Linked DNA regions of Rattus norvegicus: region 1 is linked to region 2. Evidence: chromatin contacts called from public Hi-C data. All regions are on one chromosome and are shown on one strand. The core of a region is the stretch at or near the end of the contact, and the rest is flanking DNA. Distances in the headings are between cores, read along the strand shown. Region 1 holds the start of Gabarap (GABA type A receptor-associated protein). Region 2 holds the start of Eif4a1l (eukaryotic translation initiation factor 4A1 like).

Region 1 (6,262 bases), core at 865-3,364, 330 kb before region 2:
ACAACCAGGCTATTACACAGAGACCCTGTCTGGAAAATACAAAAAAGAAAAAGACTGACCTCAAACTCACTATACTATGCAGCCATTGACCTCCAACTTGATACTATTGCCTCAGCCTCTCAAGGGTTTGCTTGCTCTGTGGGGTGGGGGTGGGGGTGGGGGTATCTTTTAGAGGTTTTGCTTTTGAGATAGGGTCTCATTATGTAGCCCTGGAACTCCCTGTGTAGAGCACACTGACCTTGGAATTCAGAGATCTACCTCCCTCTGCTCCCGGAGCGCTGGGACTGAAGCTGTGGCATGATCACACCCAACGTGCAGTGGTTCTGTGGGTTTTTTTAATTTGGGGGGGAAGGTGTTTTTGATTTGTTTTATTTTGTTTTTACTTCTTATTTTTGATACAGGGTCTCACTAAGTATCTCTGACTCATTAGGATAGCCTCAAACTCCAAGAAATCCAGCAGCCTGGATCGGATTAAAACTGTGCTTGGACTTAGAGGATCAAAGGTGTGCACCATTATCAGTCGTTATTCAGGACTGGAACTTCTAACACCTTTAATACCAGCACTCAAGAAGCAGAAGCAGGAAGATCTCTGAGCCTGAGGTCAGCCTGGTCTACATGTCAAGTTTTAGTGCAGTGGTGGCACACACCTTTTGTTAAGCCTAGCCCAAGGGAGGCAAAACCAAGTGGATCTCTGGAGTTCAGAGGCCAGCCTGGTCTACAAGAGGGGGTTCCAGGACAGCCAAGATTACAAAGAGAAACCCTGTCTCCGAAAGAAAAAAGAACAACAACAACAACAACAAAACCAACAACACCACCACTCCTCAAACTATTTTTTTGACATCTGGGACTCTTGGATAAGGGAAAGAGACTTCCTTAGGTAGTAAGAGTCCCAGTCAAAACAACTCCACCAGCTCATACCCTCTCTCCTCCCACTGCTATTAAGATCCCAACCCAGGACTTTATTGACCTTTTAAAGCTAGTAAGCCAACAGGAACTGCTGACCTTTTCTTTCCTCTCCAAACACGGCCATGGTACTATACCTGGTACAGCTGACCCATCGTGGCACTGGTGGGTGGAATGACATTGTTGACAAAGAAAAACAAGGCATCTTCAGCACGGAGATGAATTCGCTTCCGGATCAAGAAGTAGAATTGACCAACTGCCCAAAAACAGGAGATACAAGAAAGTCAAAGAGATCGTAGGTGCCACCAGAAAACAGCTGCCAGGTGAAGCCTCCTCCCACAGAGATGGCAGGCCCACCCACAGAAAGAAACATACACCATGGGTCAAGCTCCCACCTGTAAGATCAGAAGGCACCAAGTATTTCTTTTTGTCCAGGTCCCCTATCCGAGCTTTGGGAGCTTTTTCCACTATCACCTGATGAAAGGAAGGTACGAATGAGATTTTAAAAAACGTACAGCTATATCGATGAAGAACTCAAGGTACAATATTTCCTTGTACTGAAGCCTATTGCAATCTCATTTCTTAATAATATTTATCCTTACATGCGTGGTGTATCAACATTAGGTCCAGAGATCCTGGCCTCACTGTCTTACCTAAATATTGAGAATTGATCCCAGAACGGTTCATCACAATAACTATTTTCATCAGTGAATACAGGATAACTTGTTTAGGTCAAAAAAAATCTACCTTAAATCTAGCTACTTGGGAGCATGGCCATGGAAACTCTGGTTGTCAAGCTCACTAAGGCCTCCATTCTGAGAAATTCCCAGGTCTCACTCTCTCCCGTCCACATCGCACTCCCAGCTCTACTTCTTCAGACCTCTCGCCCTTGGTACCAGAGACAAGAGTTCTAACCTCAAGGCAGACTGGAGTCTGACCTCGGCTTTCCCAGACTCAAGCCTAGTTTGTGGCGACAGCGTCAGCGACGCTAGCGTCGGCCCTGGCTAGTCCTTACCGGGACCCGGTCTGGGTATTTCTTTCGGATTTTCTCGCCCTCAGAGCGGCGCTTCTCGAACGGATGCTCCTCTTTGTACACGAACTTCATTCTCCCGAGAACCGGGCTGGACCGAGCTGGGCTGAGGGAACCCAGGGGGGGGGCCGGGACAGGGGACGGCGGCGGAGGCGGCTTCGACGAACAGACTCAGCGGAGCGATCCACGAATTTGCGCCACTTCCCTATTCACCAACCCCGCCCCCGACCGTCCGGACCGGCCCCGCCTGCTGACATACACCACGAGCTCAGCTTGCTAGCGCAACCCGCTGCTCCGTCCTCTTACGCCTTCAGCGTAACTGCTTTGGAATCAATTTGTGAGTTACGCGTATGACATCGCAGATAAGGTTGCTGTCGTTTCAAGTCAACTGAAAAATCCTTCCCCAGGTAGCCCCACAGTACAAAGCAGAGGACGAGAGTGGTACTAAGTGGCAGTCGTGAGATTTAGTTCTGCAGTTATTTTCGGAAATTACGTTAGGGAAAGGCAATTACAAGTCTAGATATTCATGAAACGTGTTGCTACGCTGAAGGTGGCCGTTGACACCAAAACAAAGTAGTACCCAAGGTGTGAATAAGGATACCATAAGACGGAGAAGAAAGAGGTTTGCAGACACAGCGAAGGCTCAAGACTCAGGCGGACCAATAGAAACTGCAAAAATCCCAAAGATAGGGACTATATCAGGGCGGAGGAACACATCCCGGAGTGTTGCAAACAAAATCATGTGACCTCAGAAAAGGGCGGAGAATCACGTGGCGAGGGCCAAAATGTAGTCCCGGCTCTGGAGAGGAGGTGCCAGGAAAGAGGGCTCCGCCCCAAGTTATTGCCGGAGTGCCAACAGCTCGTAGGCAGCGCCCTCTCAGCCTGTCCACGTCAACTTCCCAGTCAAGCCCAGCCTTTCTCCAGCTGTTTGCCCTTCGAGGGTTCTAGATTTTTTTCCTCTTCAGCCTTCTATGTCCTAAAGTTGCTCTTCCACTGTGCATCAGGGACTCTATCCAGTCAGTGGGGCTTTTCCAGCCAAACACCGGCATAAATTACTTTATCCCTGTGCTGAATCCCACTTCCGCACTCCAAACAGCATCTTGCCCCTCTGCTTCAGAGGCAGAGCAAATGTAACAAAGTTCCCTCCAAAAACATCAGAGAAGGATCTAGGGCAGCTTTGGTTTCAAAGTTATAATGCATGGTTTAAAAGAGGAAGGAAGAAAGGAGCTGATTACAGGTATTGGGGGGTTGGGGAAAGAAAAAAAATGAGGAAAAGTAAGGAAGGGACAAGACTGAGGAAGATCCAGTGGCCCGAAATCCCAGTCCCCACCCACAGCCCAGCCCTTGGAGCAGGAGTGAAGAATTAGATCAGTTTTGTATAAGAGTTTTTAAAAAATCAAATCACAACAAAGTTGAATTGGCTTCTTTTGAGCCTCTGGGATATGTCTGTCACTCTGGCCAGTCCTGCCTCTTCACCAGACGGTTTCGGTTCCCCTAGGCCTTCGCCTGTCCCAGTCTGGCATTTCCACGGAGTGTGAACACAAAGAGTGAGGCTGCTTCACAGTCTGGCCCATGTGTCCATCCTGACTCCGTAAGCGGAGTGTAGGGCTCCCAGGGCAGAGAGGGGCGGGAGGAGCAGACTCTGCCCAGGCAGTCCTCACACTGGACAGGGCTACAGACGGCCGTCCGAAGAGTTCTCCCTCCCTTTCCCCTCCACCCCAACTCAGGTGGAGGGGGAGCAGCTGTCACCAGAGCCTATGTTGGTGAAGGTTTCGGCTCAGCACCGATCGGACATCAGCAGTGAACCTGGAATGACAGGAACTTGCGTTGGTGGACTACCTTACAGTTGACAACACTAACACAACGGAGTCTCACTGGACAAGACACAACTCAATAACACTTTCACACAGTGAAACTGGACAGAAGCCAAAAGGGTACGAGTAATGAGTAGGAAGACCTGGCCCACACACTTAAGTTCTGAATGCCTTTTCCCCCCCAATTCTTTTAGATTTCCCACACCTCTTTTCCTTGGCAATCCAAATCCTGCCAGTTTTGGTAGTGTACTCCTGTAATCACAGCACTGGAGAAGCGAAAACAAGGTCCAAGAAGCAAGTTCCAAGCCAGCATAGGCTACATAAAAAGAATTTGTCTCCAAAAAAAAAAGAACAAAACCTATAGTCTACAGGCCACCTCCCTTACCTGAGGGCGTCCAACATTGGGAGAAGGTTGAGAAGGGCTGTGTCACTGGGGTCACTGAACCAGGATTTGATGGGGATGGCATTGTCTAGGGTAGGTAAAATTAAAATTGAGAAAATGCAAAAAATTCAGAAGAGCCTATGAGACTTTCCTCAATATTATTACTTATAAGTCCCCATTTTTCACCCACCAAAAGTCAATCACCTAAAATCTTCTTTTTCCTTAAATGTCAAAGTGAATTAATAGACTTCCCAACAGCTTGAGGTTAGAGTTCTGGTCAAACTACACCTGTGCCTCACTCGAAGTGAATTTAATAAAGAAGTCCCATTTATAGTCTTATATCCCATATAAGAGTGGATACCTCATTTAAAACAGAAACACAACTTACATTCAGATCTGTAATACAGTAGGGAATCCAAACTCTGAACTAGGACCCAACTCTTCTGCCTCCTAGCTTCCTGCATTCACCCTCTCAAGGAGTTAGAGGTATAGCTGAATAGTATAATGCTTGCCTAGGATTTAGTGTGAGGTCCTGGGTTCCACTCCCAGAACCACTAAGACAGAGTCAGGTCAGGCCAGCCTGGGTTATATAAGAAGACCTTGTCTCAGAAATAAAACCTAACTAAAATGTCCTTAGAAGCATGTCTTGGGCCTGACAGACCTTTTCCCATACCTGGGTGGCTCCTGTAAGCCCCAGGGGAGTTGTCCAGGATCACGATGCTGGAAAGGTCACTGTGGACCACAGAGAGGTCTTTGATGTAGCTGCCCAACTCCAAAGTGCAGTGCTGAAAATGCAGAGGACTAGTTAGCACACCCACCCCTCAGCCCCACTCACACCTCCCACCCTCGTAACCTGCCACTCAAACCTGACTCTGGCTCCTTACCTGTCTGTAGTATCTCCTCTTAAGAATGCTTCTGCTATTGTCCAGTTTATCTGCCACAGCAGAGCCATAAATTTCCATGCTTGCTGTAAACACCACAAGCTCATACCACTGGCTTACCTGAAGGAGGTTGGAGGGGAATACAGTGTCATACAAACTAACTAACATTTAGACATAATGGTTCTTTTTCAGTCTTCAAGTAACACCAAATGGCTGTGAAAACTCAAGGTATTTGAACTCCCTGCCAAGCTTCCACGCCCAATGTCTGAGGCAACCAAGACCCTTAAGATTCAAAGGTACAGGGTTGGGGATTTAGCTCAGTGGTAGAACGCTTGCCTAGGAAGCGCAAGGCCCTGGGTTCGGTCCCCAGCTCCGGGGGGGGGGGGGGGGGGGGGGGGAAGATTCAGAGGTACAAATGTAAAAGTGCAGGATGCCTGTGAAAGAACAGAACTGTATCACTGTAACCCCAGCTACTGAAAGCCGTTCCCTTGCCTGTCCTCCCCAGCCTCTCCTTTACTGAACTGTCCTTATTCACGGTCCTGGTTTGCCTTTCTGTTGTTATAACTAAACACTGACCAAAACCAACTTGAGCAAAGAATTTATCGCATTTATCGCATTTATAATGCTCAGGTCACATTCCATCACTAAGGGAAGTCAGGAAATCAAAGCAGGAAGCCACAGCAGGCACCGTGGAGGTAGAAACTAGTAGATCACAGAGGAATGCTGCTCACTGGCTTGCTTTCTTACACAACTCAGGACAGCCCACCCAGAGATAGCACTGCCTTCAGTGGATTAAGCAATTTTCGTGTCATCCACCTCTCCAACAAGGACATAGCATTTACTAGGCTCTCAGCCTCTCAGGTGTACAACTCGTTACTCATTTAACATAAATGAATAAATTCTTTTAATACATATTCATCTTATCAATTTTGCTCCTATAGAAAATCCTACTACAAATTGGCAGCAGAAAATGGGATCTTGCTGTGACAGACTGGACGAGGTTGATTTGAGAGAGGATTGTGGAAGCATTTGAAACTTTTGAGCTGAAGAAAGCACTGAATGCTTATTGCAGTGAGCTGTTCTGGGAGAGCTTAGAAGATAATGCTGAGAACTATGCAGACAACAGAGGCTTGGCTTGTAAAGTTTCAGAGGGAAACCAAGACTACCAGAACAGTTAGCGTAATATTTTGGGTTAAGATTTTGTGGACAGGGTTGGGGATTTAGCTCAGTGGTAGAGCGCTTGCCTAGCAAG
Region 2 (6,112 bases), core at 3,254-5,753:
AAGAACAGCCAGTGCTCTTACTAGCCATTTGTGCAGCTCCAGAGTCTGGGTTCTTAACCTAAACTTTTCCCTTTAATGTATAAGTACCTGGTAGTAGACAGGGTCTCACATAGTAGAGGCTGGTGTGGTTTGCCCTGAAGTTATCTGTATTTTGATGCTAATTCCACTGCCCCAAGGACAGCTGCCTAGTCAAGGACTCAAAACTCTGGTGACTTCACCAGAACCACTTTCCCATTGAATTTGTAAAGTACAGGTGAGGGGCAGGTACAGGATAGAAGCAGGCTGCCTGTCATTGGAGGAGAAGGAAGGATGGGTGGGAGATAAGTTTGAAGGAAGAGGAGGAGACAGGAGAGAGGAGAGGGTGAGAAGCCATGGCAGGTGATGTTAAGATTCTGCTCTGTGTATTTACAGGCTGTTATTAATGTTCCTAGGGATGGATGATACTGGGCTTTTTATGTTTTTTTGTATGTTTTTTGTATATTTGTAAGTGGGCAATTATATCTTATCAATTGGATCTAAGATTACTGTGTTGTGTGTTCTTTTATGTGAGGGTTTGAGTGTAGGAAAGTGTGCGACTGGGATGTGTTTCCGCCAAGATATCTAGCAGATCTTGGGATACCAAGGTGCGGACCTAGCGGGGAAAAAGACATCCATACTTTTTTATTTTTATATTTTTACAACAGGCTGGCCCTTGAACTCTTTATTCTACTTTCCTTCTTTCCTTCCTTCCTTTCTTTCTTTCTTCACCATCAAATATCTCAACATCAGTCAAGTGTGAGAAGCAGGAGAATCTCTTGTGAGTTTGAAGCTAGCCTGGTCTACATAGTGAGTTCCAAAATACCCAGTGCTAAGTAGAGAGACCATGTCTCAAAAAAACAAAAACCCAAAAACAAAACAAAACAAAAACAAACAAACAAAAAAGGCCAGGGGTAGTTGTAATGCCAATGCTATGGAGGTGAAGGTAAGTGGGTTCCTTGGACTTGCTGGCCAGCCCGCCAAGGTTTCTTGCTGAATCCTAGGTGAGGAAAGGACCCGTCCTAAAACAAAAAAGGTGGACATTGTCTGAAGAGTAACACTCAAGGGTTATCTTCTGGCCTGTATATCCACGGAACACAAAACACATACACACAGAACCTAACCAACAGGGTAGGGATGGGATTCAGCAGTAGAGTGCTTGCTACAGACCCTGAATTGTATCCCAAACACTCCTGCTCTCTCCCCCGCCCCCAAATAAAAAAACCTTCCAAAAGTACTAGCATCTGATGCTGAGCCTTGCCACATAGCCCATGGATTCTGTAACTCCTTTGCTTGTTCCATATTTTCTTTAGAATCCTCATGGTAATCAGTAGGGTTTTATGTTAAATCTGATTTCCAGCACTCTCTTTTCAGGTGGACATCTTCAATAAGGAACTATTGCTAATCCCCATCCATCTGGAGGTGCACTGGTCCCTTGTCTCAGTTGATGTAAGGCGACGCACCATCACCTACTTTGACTCACAGCGAACTCTAAACCGCCGCTGCCCCAAGGTTTGAGGTTGTGGGGGACAGGTAGTAAAGGTGCAGGGAGCCAACCATTTCAGGACGACGTGTGGGCTTGGAGTCTGAGGAGTGGGCACGGCATTTCCCACCAGCATACTCTGTATTACATTGGTAAGTGATTAAGGTATCCCTTTCTTTTTCCTTATACCCACATAGCATATTGCCAAGTATCTACAGGCAGAGGCAGTAAAAAAAGACCGACTGGATTTCCACCAGGGCTGGAAAGGTTACTTCAAAATGGTGAGTTTCCAGAGAGAAATGGACTAGTTTGATGGAGGAAGCAATTGAATTCATAACCTCAAGGAGTCTCTCAGTGAACAGATTCTTGCTTTCTATTCCCTAGAATGTGGCCAGGCAGAATAATGACAGTGACTGTGGTGCCTTTGTGTTACAGGTAAGTAGATAAGGTCTTTCTAACTCCCATGTCAGTGGCTTAGGGGTTGTTGGTGGCTCTTGCCTCAGTTGGTTCAGTCAATTGCACATGTGTTAGGTAGAACACAGAAGCCCTGGTTTCATTGGTCTTCTTTGGTCCTTTCCTTCTCCATCCTCAGCTGGGACTGATTCCTTATATCGAGGCGTCCCAATATACTTCTCCCAACTAAATGTACATTCTCCTATTTAAACACTAGATACATTATGTAGGCTTAGACTCTAATGCCAGTCTGTATGAGAAACAGGTATTTTCTGAAAAATTAAGATATATTTTGTGTGAAATGTGTAGCACAGGTCCTGACTTGGGAGGGATGCTCAGTAAATCGTTCTCATGGCCTGCTTTGTTAACACCCAGTACTGCAAGCACCTGGCCCTGTCTCAGCCATTCAGCTTCACCCAGCAGGATATGCCCAAACTCCGTCGTCAGATCTACAAGGAACTGTGTCACTGCAAACTCACTGTGTGAGCCACATACCCCAGACCCTTAGCTCATTAATGGGCAGGGGAACAAGGGAGACCCTTCCTAAGAAACTCCAGTTCCTTTTTGTTTCTCCACCCAATTCCCTTTGGATTTTCATATTTAAATGTTTGATTTCTGTATTTTGTTTTCTTTGCGAGTATGTTGATTTCTGATGGGAAGGGAATGGCCACATAAATGTCCCCTTCTCCCTTTCTAGGGGAATGTTGCCTTGTGGCCTAGGTGAAGCATTCACTCCTCCTTCCATGTTCTGAGGGCAGGAAAGCAGTGTGGGGGTGGTGGGCACAAAGGGATTACTGCCTGCCAGATCTTCAAACTTTTTTTTATATATATAAATATATATAAAAATGCCACGGTCCTGCTCTGGTCAATAAAGGATCCTTTGAAGATATGCAAGTGGTGGTCTTCCTTGAGGGGCCTTAAAATAGTGGATGTGCTTTATCTCAGGCCTTCAAGCTAATGCTATTAGCTATCCCCTTTTCAGGTCTTCATCTTAGAAACCAGCTTTTTATATATGCCAATCCCAGGGGAGCAGATGGCAGTAAGGATGTGAATTACAACTCATGAATAAAGGAGCCTAGGAGAAACTGGGAACAGACACTAAATGAGCCAGTGATGTTGAGTGGGTCAAGATCCCTGACAGATTATCTGCCCTGCTCCCGCCCTAATGCCCTTTTGCCCAAAAATGGATTCCATCCTTTTTCTCCAGTCGGGGAAACTTACTATCCAATGAAATATCGCTACTGTTCTGTCATTCTGCTGAACCAAATACACCATTCTTTCCTGAACCGAAGAATAAATAAAACTTGTATCCTGTAGAAACCTGGGTAAAGGAAAGTGGCAGTCCAGACTGCCCGGAAGTCCCTGGAGGCTAAGGCCTCACCCCCGTGGCTTGATAGGACCTGCTGAGCCACATGACTAAGGCACGATCGCCTCCGCACGTGTAAAGGTGCTGGGTTCCAAGATGGCTGCCCCGCCGCGAGGCCCGACTTAAGTATGTCACTTCCGCACCAGCAAGAAAGGCGGGCCCTTCAGCCAATGAGGCTGCAGGGCGGGGCTCAGCCATGATAGGCTTTCAAACTACCCAATAGGGCGTCCGAGCTAAAGCGCCTACAAAGTAACGTCACGTCGAGTTGCAGAGCGCCGGCAGGCGGGGCAGAGGCGGCCAAGCCAATGCGATGGCTGGGGCGGGGTCGGACGCTCTATAAGTTGTCGATAGGCGGGCACTCCGCCCTAGATTCTAAGGATCATGTCTGCGAGTCAGGATTCTCGGTAAGAAAGGCATTTGCAAGAGGTTAATGGCTACTTACCCCGCAGCTCCCTTCCGAAGGTCCCGCCGGGGAAAAGTTGAGAGACCCATCGCACCAAACCTACCAGGTTGCGGGAGAATCGAACCGGGAGGAACCGTCCGGGGAGGGGGGGGAAATCCCATGGCCGACGCTGACACCAGTGTGGATACGGGAAAGGACGGCCTGGATAGGGCGGAGGGCGCGAGGTTCGTCACGAGGCCTCGGCCTGTGGGGATGCCGTACGCGAAGCTTGGGTACTGAAAGGCAAGATGAGGTCGCGACATAACGTGGGAAAAAGAAGAGGCGGCTGTGCGGCCCGGAGCCGGCTGGTCTGGTTGCCTCCCTATGTTGGGCAGGGCGTGCGCGCGAGGGTTCCGGAGAATTCTGGCGGTACCACTCGCGACAAGCAGGGGTGCCTGGGTCTTCAGCGAGTCCCTTCGTCGCGCTTGGAATGTGGGTCGGGGAAGAAGAAACCGGCCGTTCGGGGTGCTGGTTTTCTTGACGGCCAGGACAGAGCCTAACCCGAAGGAGCGGCCGCGTGAGGCACCAGGAGCCCACCCGGCGCCGGGCGGGCGGGTCCATTTTGCCGCACAAGCCGGGCAATTGGCAAACTGCGGATGGGCAGGTCCACTTTCCTTCGGGGGTGAGCGGCCTGAGGTATGGGAGGGCGACGCCATTTCTCGACGGGGGCGGGCGGGCTGCGGATTGTTCCATGGCGGGGGAGACGCCACCGAGTGGCGGAGCGAAAGAGCACATGGCCGCTTGAGAGATTCCCCTCCCCCAGTCTGCTTCGCTTGTCTGTTGTGCAATCTCCCCCTTTGCTAGCGCGGCTGGGGCTCATTGTGCGCGAGGCCGCCACCGCCCGCGGCCTCCCACATCCGGGTACTGTGGAGGGGGGCCGGCCGGAGGGAGTGGGGGAGGGCGCGGGCGGCATGACGTGGGGGGGAAGGGGACGGCCCACCCACGGAACTTGGAGGTGGAAGGCGGGACTTCCGGTGGCCTTGGTGTTCCGGATGGAGGTGCACACGCTTTGATCCGCCAGACCCAGAACATGTGGGCCTGGCAGCAAAGACCGCATCTCGGCGCCGTGTGTGTGTGAATGAACTCCTCTACAGCCCCTTGATCTTAAAGGAGGGTCACCCTAAAGTGCCTCTGGATGGTCCTTTGGGAATAAGTGGGAGTGTTGGATCGGGAATGGGCTAGTTGCTTGCATGCTCTAATCAAAGCATGAAAAAAAAACTAGTGCTTTGAATCAACAGATCCAGAGACAATGGCCCCGATGGGATGGAGCCGGAAGGCGTCATCGAGGTAAGACTAGAATCTGTGGTCGCCACTTTATTATGTCCGAACAGGCATTTCCTTATGGTGACATAGACCTTAGATATTTAGGACGGTGGAACAGAGCAGTAGGGTGGGGCGACTGCAGCTTTGGTATAAACTAAATTTATTCATTTTTGGTATCCTGCAGAGTAACTGGAATGAGATTGTGGATAGCTTCGATGACATGAATCTCTCAGAATCCCTCCTCCGTGGTATTTATGCCTATGGTTTTGAGAAGCCCTCTGCCATCCAGCAGCGAGCTATTCTTCCTTGTATCAAGGGTAAGACTCATTATCAGGCTAGATATGGACTGTCCTGATCTGCATAGTGTGTATGGGGTTGGTGGTGGGCATAGCAATGGGGGTTGGGGGGACAACAAATTACCTTTCCTAGCTTCTTGGTTCTGGGGTTTTATTTTGTCATGCCTTAGAGGGGGTTGCCATTTCCAATTCGAGGCCTTTATTATTGCTTTATGTCTAACCTAGCCAGCTGTGTTTGAGTTCATAATGTTCTGGTAGATGGCACCAGCCTTGTTCCATTACTGATGTCAGGAAGTCTCACAGGTGTCCTCTGAGCCTAAGGTGCAGACTTTTTACACATCTAACTCTTGATCTGGTTGTAGGTTATGATGTGATTGCTCAAGCCCAGTCTGGGACTGGGAAAACAGCTACATTTGCCATATCCATTCTGCAGCAGATTGAATTAGATCTAAAGGCCACTCAGGCTTTGGTTCTGGCACCCACTCGTGAATTGGCTCAGCAGGTAAGATTGGTGTTTCCAATTCTATATGACTGCTTTAAGAGTTCAAGAAGAGTCTGCCAGTGGTGATGATACTGGTGACCCAGGCATGTGGAGCACTTCAATTTTAAGGCCAGTCTGGTCTACAAAACTAGTTCCAGGACAGCCAACACTTAGAGAAAGCTTGTCTTAAAGAGACAATTAGAAGATCAGGTCAGGTACGCTCTTGTATGCCACTGGGATTTGTTGACAGCTTCTAGATCTATTGAGATTGGTTTGCCTAATTACTAACAACTTTTCTACCAGGAAAAAAAAG

Evidence for each region. A called contact is a pair of places that touch in the nucleus more often than the background predicts.
Region 1: a contact with region 2 is called in a Hi-C map of kidney, with 2.9 times the contacts expected there. The contact joins the promoter of Gabarap here to the promoter of Eif4a1l in region 2. A contact is called at or near these places in 4 of 12 Hi-C or Micro-C datasets (frontal cortex, kidney, mammary epithelial cells and 1 more) and 1 of 1 datasets of contacts at active chromatin or transcription factors (oligodendrocytes).

Annotation. Positions count from the first base shown.
Region 1 is chr10:55,209,317-55,215,578 of GRCr8, reverse strand. Gabarap (GABA type A receptor-associated protein) reads right to left here and starts at 2,114. Exons shown (of 4, transcript NM_172036.4): 1 at 1,919-2,114; 2 at 1,299-1,377; 3 at 1,041-1,159. The coding sequence starts at 2,008. Ctdnep1 (CTD nuclear envelope phosphatase 1) reads right to left here. Exons shown (of 8, transcript NM_001100494.1): 5 at 5,014-5,130; 6 at 4,803-4,914; 7 at 4,133-4,217; 8 at 3,110-3,739. The coding sequence ends at 3,679.
Region 2 is chr10:54,886,173-54,892,284 of GRCr8, reverse strand. It overlaps Eif4a1l (eukaryotic translation initiation factor 4A1 like), which reads right to left and starts at 4,503. Exons shown (of 2, transcript XM_039087310.2): 1 at 3,760-4,503. The coding sequence starts at 4,415. It overlaps Eif4a1 (eukaryotic translation initiation factor 4A1), which reads left to right and starts at 3,683. Exons shown (of 11, transcript NM_199372.3): 1 at 3,683-3,721; 2 at 4,998-5,046; 3 at 5,207-5,339; 4 at 5,681-5,820. The coding sequence starts at 3,699. Senp3 (SUMO specific peptidase 3) reads left to right here. Exons shown (of 11, transcript NM_001013116.2): 8 at 1,390-1,527; 9 at 1,696-1,779; 10 at 1,883-1,933; 11 at 2,327-2,840. The coding sequence ends at 2,437.